Linked DNA regions of Bicyclus anynana: region 1 is linked to region 2. A link is a contact called in public Hi-C data. All regions are on one chromosome and are shown on one strand. Each heading gives the region's core, a stretch centred on a gene start, on an enhancer-like site or on the middle of the called end of the contact. The rest is flanking DNA. Distances are from core to core; before and after follow the strand shown. Region 1 overlaps LOC112047331 (methylcytosine dioxygenase TET). Region 2 holds the start of LOC112045092.

Region 1 (3,852 bases), core at 294-2,793, 88 kb after region 2:
TTTCTGTTTTCATAATAAACTATTCCGTTAATCAATTACTCAGCAATTATTCAGTGAAAATTAGGTGCCCTTATCTATTCTAATTAAGTTAACGATAACCGGTTATCTATGTGCACGCAGCTGCGTGAGTAACCGTCATGTGTTCTACGACGCTTCTTTCGTTAAATCACATGTACCGACGAAAAATGATTCGGTCCTGTCTCACAGGCTCAAGGATAATTACAAAACCTGCGATTTGAATGAGAATAGATGTAGAGTGAAGGAGAGAAACTAACGCGGGAATGGGACGGCGATAGGACAAATGTCGTGCGAGTTCTAACACAAAAACAGGAGTAACGAACTAAAACGCCAGGTGTGTAGCGGTGCCATGTGCTCGGCAACAGAAACTATATTTATTTATACATGTATCGGGGTATCCGTTTTATCTAGCAATTCGACAGACTTGAACTATTATAACAACTGTCATGAGGACGGCAATGGTTTGATTTTTTTTAGATATTACTTGTATTTTATTTTTTAGATTTTAGGAATGTTTAATATTGCGTGATAAAGAGAGTTGTATTTTTCGTCTTTAATAATAATAATAATAATAAATAATAAAACGTATTACAAATAATAGTAAGAATAAAAAAATAGTAATATTACTGAAATAGGCGGGTAGATACTCTGTGGACCCTGTTTTACGCAATTAAGCATGATTCTAAACAAACAGTAGCTTCAATATTTTATAAAACAGATTTATAGACAGTATGTTGGCATGTAAAACTACTCGTTTTAAGTCTAAAATTTAATATTCAAGAAGACGTGTTTAAGTCTCAAGAGAGTTATTTAAAGCTATATTGTTATTTTTGTAAAACTAAGCCCACGAAATTTTGATCGATTTGAGAAAAAGCTTTAATTAGTCAAACTTTATATTTATTTAAACGGAAAGGTCTACTAGCGCCATCTGTGCTTGTTAGGTTCAAATGCTTGCACAAACTGCAACTAACGCCATCTAGTATGAAGCGGCTGAAATATTACGGTCACTGTTTATACTGTTTTCACATAATACCATAGATGGCGTTGTATCCACACACCATTAAAAGTTAGGAAGGAAATTCAATCGCATGTTGAGATGAAAAATCCGATGAAAGGAAAATAATTGTTATTTTTTATTTTGCGTTATTTTATCATCGCTATTTTTATAAACCAATCTTGAAGAAAGTAACATTGTAGCATCAAAATTACCGGTATTCTAAGTTAGATAGTTGGTACTACACTACACGAACTGAGAACAAGAAAAAAGTGAATCGACTCTAGCTTTAGCTCTTTAGGTTAAATAGTTCAGGATATCTGCGATAGTTTTTCTTCATTACTAAAATCACTAATCTGTCGCCATCTAACCCAATCCATGCATGTTTGTCTATTAATTTTCCCCTATTATTTTGTGTTAACGTTTCTCCTTTGTTTTTACTTTATTTTCGCTTTATGTTAAGTATGTGGTGTGTCTGTGTTGTTGTAGCTTGTATTGGCGCCGGATGGCACGCTGCAGACGGTGAAGAGCGAGTCGCGGCGCGGACGCGGCAGAGGGCGCTCATCGACCACTTCCGTGAGTATACTTTATGTTTTATTTTTCTTTATCTGTTGTTTTTTCTTTTATTTTTTTTTATATCCCTCTCCTTATCATTTTACATGTGAACTCACTGATTTGTAATGACTAATTTGTATGTAACATCGCTAATCGCATCTCTAATAATAATTTATCTAACAACTTACTATACGTCTAGTATAATTTTGTAAAAACTTTCGTGTATTATCAACAATGTGTATGTTTTTAAGTCGTCGGTTGACTTATCTTTGTTTAATAAAATTGTTGAATATTTTTCATCAATCATCATCGTAACACAAATAGTATACTTTTCATCTTGAATACTTCATAATACAGACCTTACAGCGTAATAAGTTAGAAACACATAGAAACATGCGTACTTGTACTGTATTGAGTACTGTGGTAGTATCGGCAAAGTTATAGTATGTATTAGTATCGGAAAATCATGACGTCGTACTGAAAAACGACTGAAAATTACAACTTGCGTTTGTCCAAAGGCTTTACCTTACATATTATTGTCAATCATATATTGACAATATTATGTTGTTGCTTAATGGCAGGCGTCCACTGATCCGCATCGTACCTATCGGATGCATTGCATCAAACGGATTTTAGTATTGTTTGTATAGTAAAGTGCATCCATTGATCAGCATTGTACAGATCGCATCTCACGGATCTCATCTACCATAAAATTAAATATCCATTTGATACGATGCGTCCGATACGTACGATGCTGATCTGTGAACGCCTGCCATAAAGTCGTACCCCGGCAATACGACATCTTTATTTCCTCAGCCTAAACTTTAAAATAATACATAATTACCAATATTGAAAATATTATTGACTGTGTGCAAGCACACACAATATAATTTCTTATAATTATTTATATTAATATTATAAAGCTGAAGAGTGTGTTTGTTTGGTTGAACGCGCTAATCTCAGGAACTACTGGTTCGATTTCAAAAATCTTTCAGTGATATATAGCCCATTTGTCGAGGAAGACTATAGGCTATATATTATCCCCGTATTCCTACGGGAACGGGGTCAGCGGCGTCAGCTAGTTATCAATAAAGTAAGGTTTCTTAAGTCGTGCCCTGTAAGGAAATATTGCTGCAATACTACGGGGTACGACTTACCTATACAGGTACCATACGACTTTATACAACCTCACCCTATTGACAATTTTATACGTGTGTAAACACGCAAAGTAACAATTTCTAAACAATGTTAAGGGTCCAAGTAAAAATAATTTTACATCCAAACTTTCGTATTCACAAAAGTGAAAAGTGACATTGGAAATTTTATATTACGTCACAGCTTTCTATTACCTACCACCCAGTATATACCCAGCTATTCACAACAGCTGTTCAATTAACGGGGTCACCAAACTCGGCCAGTGATAAATCAAACAAAAACAGAGCACTCTCGCTTTCCCGACGAATGTACAGACAGAGTGTAACCGCGCGAGCCGCCGGGACACAAACGTATACTATTATTAATCCCAGTATTTCATAGCGGTTATAAAAACACTACAATGTACATTACTGCTTTTGTATGTTCTACGTTATGTATGTATATTGTATATACAATTTATACATAACGTACACGGTACGATGTCGTGTAGAAACCTAAAGGGGTGGATTTAATCCTCCTTCTAACAAGTAAGGCCGCTTCCGTCTTAGATTGCATCATCACTTAGCATAATATAGATTGTTAGTCAAGGGTTTACTTGTAAAGACTAAAAAAAATGTGTTGGAAAAGACTTTGAAAAGGTACCAAAATAGTACATCTTTTATCTTTACCTACCCCTGCAGTAAATCGTTAGAATAGGTATCCAGTAGCAGGCGCGGATCCAGGATTCAAACTAGGTTGCGGTCACAGCGATCCAAAAATCGGTCAAACAAGTTACCAACACAACAAAGTTAGAGGTGCATGCCCCGGACCGGATTCGAATCCACACTTTCCGGAATTGGAGGCAGAGATCATATCCACTACGCTATCACGGCATGATCGAGGCACGGCATTTCTATAAAGGCGATGTTTACAAAACAATTTATGATGCCCGGATCACAATTCCTTACAATATATCCACCTCTGAAAAGCCGTGGGACAAACACTAGTAGGTACCTAAATTAATAAAGCTGTAAAAAGTTAGCTCAAGAAAGTTTCAAATGTAATATGTGTGTACAAGTTAAACATCAACAAAACATCACAATTTAAAATGTTTAAAATTCCCTCATAGTAGTAGCAAGAATAACTTTTAT
Region 2 (3,844 bases), core at 1,252-3,751:
ATATTGTATAATATTGTAATATTGCAATTTAATGATAAGGCCACAGGTTTCTACTTGATATCGTACTGACTACTGGAACACTTGGCACAGGTGTATAGTCTGGCAAGTTCATCGATGACACTCCCATGATATGCGGGCGACGGGGGGAAAGCCTGCGCGGGTGCGAAATCGTGCATGCGTGGAAGTGAGGTGCATCAGTTGTGGGTTTTACATTCATCGCTACACGCCCCCCGGCCCGCGCGGACCATCGATAGTGTTACGAACGAAGTTGCGAAGATAACACTAGTCTCGTCAGATCAAACTTCAACCAATTTAAGCAGATGTCATTGCTTATATTCTAATCGATAATCTTTTAAAGTATGGATTTTGTTCTTTGTTTAAACATACCCATTACTAGTAGGGCCATAAACGTATATAAAATAGGAATTAAATCATGATTCAGTGTTGCGAGTGTCTCCATATTTGATTTTCCCCAAAATATTTAGTATTCCTTTCCTGAAACCAAAAAACTGCCTTTGACTCATGGCACTAATGTCTGGCATTAGGCTTTTCAGATAACATTCGTGTGGAGAGAGCCTGGATTTGGTATATTGCGACAATATTTGAGATCTACTCCCTTTTTTTCTAATCACTCTTTTATTAAGTCCTACTTTGAGTTCAGGTAGCGTTGATACTTGTATCTTGCCGTTCTGGTCTTCGTATTCATCATCATCATCATCCTCATCATAAAAATCAACATCATCATTTTCTTCTTTTGTTCGTTCTATTGTAATGTTGCCACTGCTTACAGAAGAATTATCATCATCATCATCATCTTCTGAGTTCTCTTTTTGTGATTCGCGTTCTCTTTTAACTCTTTTAACCAAACTTTTATCCATATGTTTTGTGAATGGGATCAAGAAATCCAAATATTTTGTCAAGTAGTACGGCTTATTTATTCTAAAACTTCGTGTGTAGGATGATCTGACTGATCTCCACTTTACTTTTAAATCGGCTTCTAAAAACAAGAAATTGAATCTATTTATTTGCATTTAGAGTACCTACAAGTCGCAAGAACTGCCTTGTTGATCCATCACCATGTGCCTGACTTTTGGATCATAAGGTCCTGGGTTTAAATAAAATATAAAACCTTGCTAATAAATAAAAAGTTTTTCTTTCTTACAGAAAGTCCTCAATAGCAAAGTTGAGATGTTTGTGTTAAGACGCCGTATCTTCCGGCACCTCCAGTCGATCAGTATTAAATGAAAAATTATCGGTTTTGTACTAATGGTAACGTAACCTGACATTTCAAAATTATTTTTCTACTTCCATTTCGTAATCTACTCAATATAAAACCTCAAACCAATGAGTTATTCTTTTCCGCAGATCGCTTGGCGCCTCCTTGGCGTAGTGGTATGCGCGGTGGTAATTTACAAGACGGAGGTCCTGGGTTCGATCCCCGGCTGGGCCGATTGAGGTTTCCTTAATTGGTCCAGGTCTAGCTGGTGGGAGGCTTTGGCCGTGGCTAGTTACTACCCTACCTACAAAGACGTTCCGCCAAGCGATTTAACGTTCCGGTACAATATCGTGTAGAAACCGAAAGGAGTGTGGATTTTATAATAGTGTGTATAAAATTAATATATCTTTAAAGAATCCATCATTATTTTACCCACCAACCTACACTAAAGTAGAGAAGCGGGTCTAAGCTGTAATTCCCTGTTCTAAAGAGATATCCCTTTCAAAATTGCCTGTATGAAATTATACTTGGTAATTTCTAAGTTCTAGGGAGCTCCTAGTCTTACATTGTATTTGTAAAATCAGTTACCTACATAATCTTTGTAACAACGGTTTTCCGCTATGGGATGAAGGAAATTAAGGAATGTAATGCCATCTTGTGTTCCATAGCAGATTTAGTATATGTTTGCATGATTTTTTTCAAACTAACTTAAGATGGCGCTGATAGAAATATTTTTTAAATAAACAAAATACCTACCTACGTAAATGGAAAAATATTATCACTCTCAATTTAATTAAATTTTACATTATCCATTTACACTACTGAAGCGATGTGCTGATGGGTTAGGTAACTGTTATAATATTATTAATCTTAACAATAATATTGTCTTACCGGTTAACCCCTTAAATCTTTTCCCGATTTCTCTCCACGCTTCATCGACAGCGGTTTTAATACCATATTCTGCGTGTTTGTTATCGTACAAGCATGGATGTTGTTCCACTTCTTTCACAAACTCGATAATTAATCGCATGTCGTCACTCAAACTCGACATTTTAACGCGCACTCTGTTCTCCGTGCCTCCAATGTATGACAACTAAATGTTTCGAACGTAAGTGACACGACAAAATGGCGTCCCGTGAATAGTGTTGTGATTATCTATTCATCGATAACATGTTGATTCGTCTAATAAGAATGAAATATATTGACTTGGATATTAAGGTTAACTAAGAAGAAGAACTTTTCAATATGAATACTAATGCATTGAAAATTATTAGTTAGACACCTGTTTCGACTAGGTACATATAATCAGTCTGGGTTGGGAGTAATAATAATATATTTGTTATTTAATATATAGATAGATATCTATACCTATTGTATACCTAGTATTAATACTAAATTATTTATCAATGGTATTAATTAAACCTTTATTCGTTAATGTTCGTTAAGTTATGGGTGATGAAAAGATTTGGGATAAAACGTCATATTAACAGATGGGCATTGTTTTCGTTACTTTGAGAAATTTAAGCAAAATATAAAATATCACGTAATAATTTAACCTTTATTAAAAAAACTACCAACGTTGATTCAAATTATTTAATCGATAAATAAAAATTGTTACATCTTTATATTTTTCATAAATGTAATAGAAATTTTATCTTGTAGCTTGTACTGACAAATCTAGCTAAATCTTGATCGATAGACAATCATACTTATCGATGTTTCCGACCACCCTACTTATTGTATCACGTCGTTCACCTTCACTCGAAATGGTGCATAGCAACTTTTTGTCGAACAACATAATATTTTCTATTTACAATAAGTGTTCAGACTTATAATTACTTAATGTGAAAATTATATTTTTGCTATTTTAAAATACTTATAAGATGTTTACAATATCAGATTATTAAAAAATTCATATGAATTTAGTGAAAATAAATGTAGCGCCATCTGTTGTTAAATAGCAAAGTTTAATATGAAATAATTTTAATTTTAAGAAACTAATAATATTCTCTTTCTGTCTCAGGTCAACGGAATGCAGTAGACTGTGTTCATTACCAAATGGCTACACTTCCCGGTGTGAGCAGAAATATATTCAAAAACGACTGGTAGCGCTGCAGTCGAACGGACAGAATTTATATACAGATGTTTTTTGGATCCCAAGCTGTTGCCAATGTACTGTAGTAAACAATAATTAATATTTTAAACTGCTTTGTGATGTAATTTTAAGTGCTGTTGCTTGCTGTGGTTTGTAATTATGTATGCAGAATGTGGTGCCGCTACTAGATACTAGATGGCGTCGAATGTTAAAGCTTTTAAGTTTTGAAAAGCTTTGTAGAGTTAAATGTTTAATTCTAAGAAATATTCCTACAAAATGTTTTGTATTATTATCTCTTTTGACTCAATTTTATCGATTCGACTCGACTTTTGATTTTGTTTCACGAATATTATGCAATATGACAATAATAATTATATTTTTTTTTACATTTTGTGATTTTGTTATGAAAGACAAAATAATATATTAGATATTAAAATCCTGTGCATCAAGTATTATGATTATGTATATAGATTAAAGCACTTTATGAATTTATTTTTTTATGAATTTTTTTTTATTTATATAATTTTATTATC

What was found. A called contact is a pair of places that touch in the nucleus more often than the background predicts.
Region 1: a contact with region 2 is called in a Hi-C map of whole body, with 8 times the contacts expected there. The contact joins the enhancer-like site here to the promoter of LOC112045092 in region 2. A contact is called at or near these places in 2 of 2 Hi-C or Micro-C datasets (whole body and whole larva).

Annotation. Positions count from the first base shown.
Region 1 is chr7:1,102,313-1,106,164 of ilBicAnyn1.1, forward strand. The region is part of intron 3 of LOC112047331 (methylcytosine dioxygenase TET); the gene reads left to right. Among protein-coding and RNA genes, the nearest start is that of LOC112047331, 76 kb to the left of the region's middle. Within about 2 kb of position 1,544, at least 8 of the 8 cell types and tissues checked have open chromatin away from gene starts, as enhancers often do.
Region 2 is chr7:1,013,381-1,017,224 of ilBicAnyn1.1, forward strand. LOC112045092 reads right to left here and starts at 2,502. Exons shown (of 2, transcript XM_024081159.2): 1 at 2,108-2,502; 2 at 1-997. The coding sequence starts at 2,267. The coding sequence ends at 432. It overlaps LOC112045091 (protein spaetzle 5), which reads left to right. Exons shown (of 8, transcript XM_024081158.2): 8 at 3,240-3,424. The coding sequence ends at 3,257.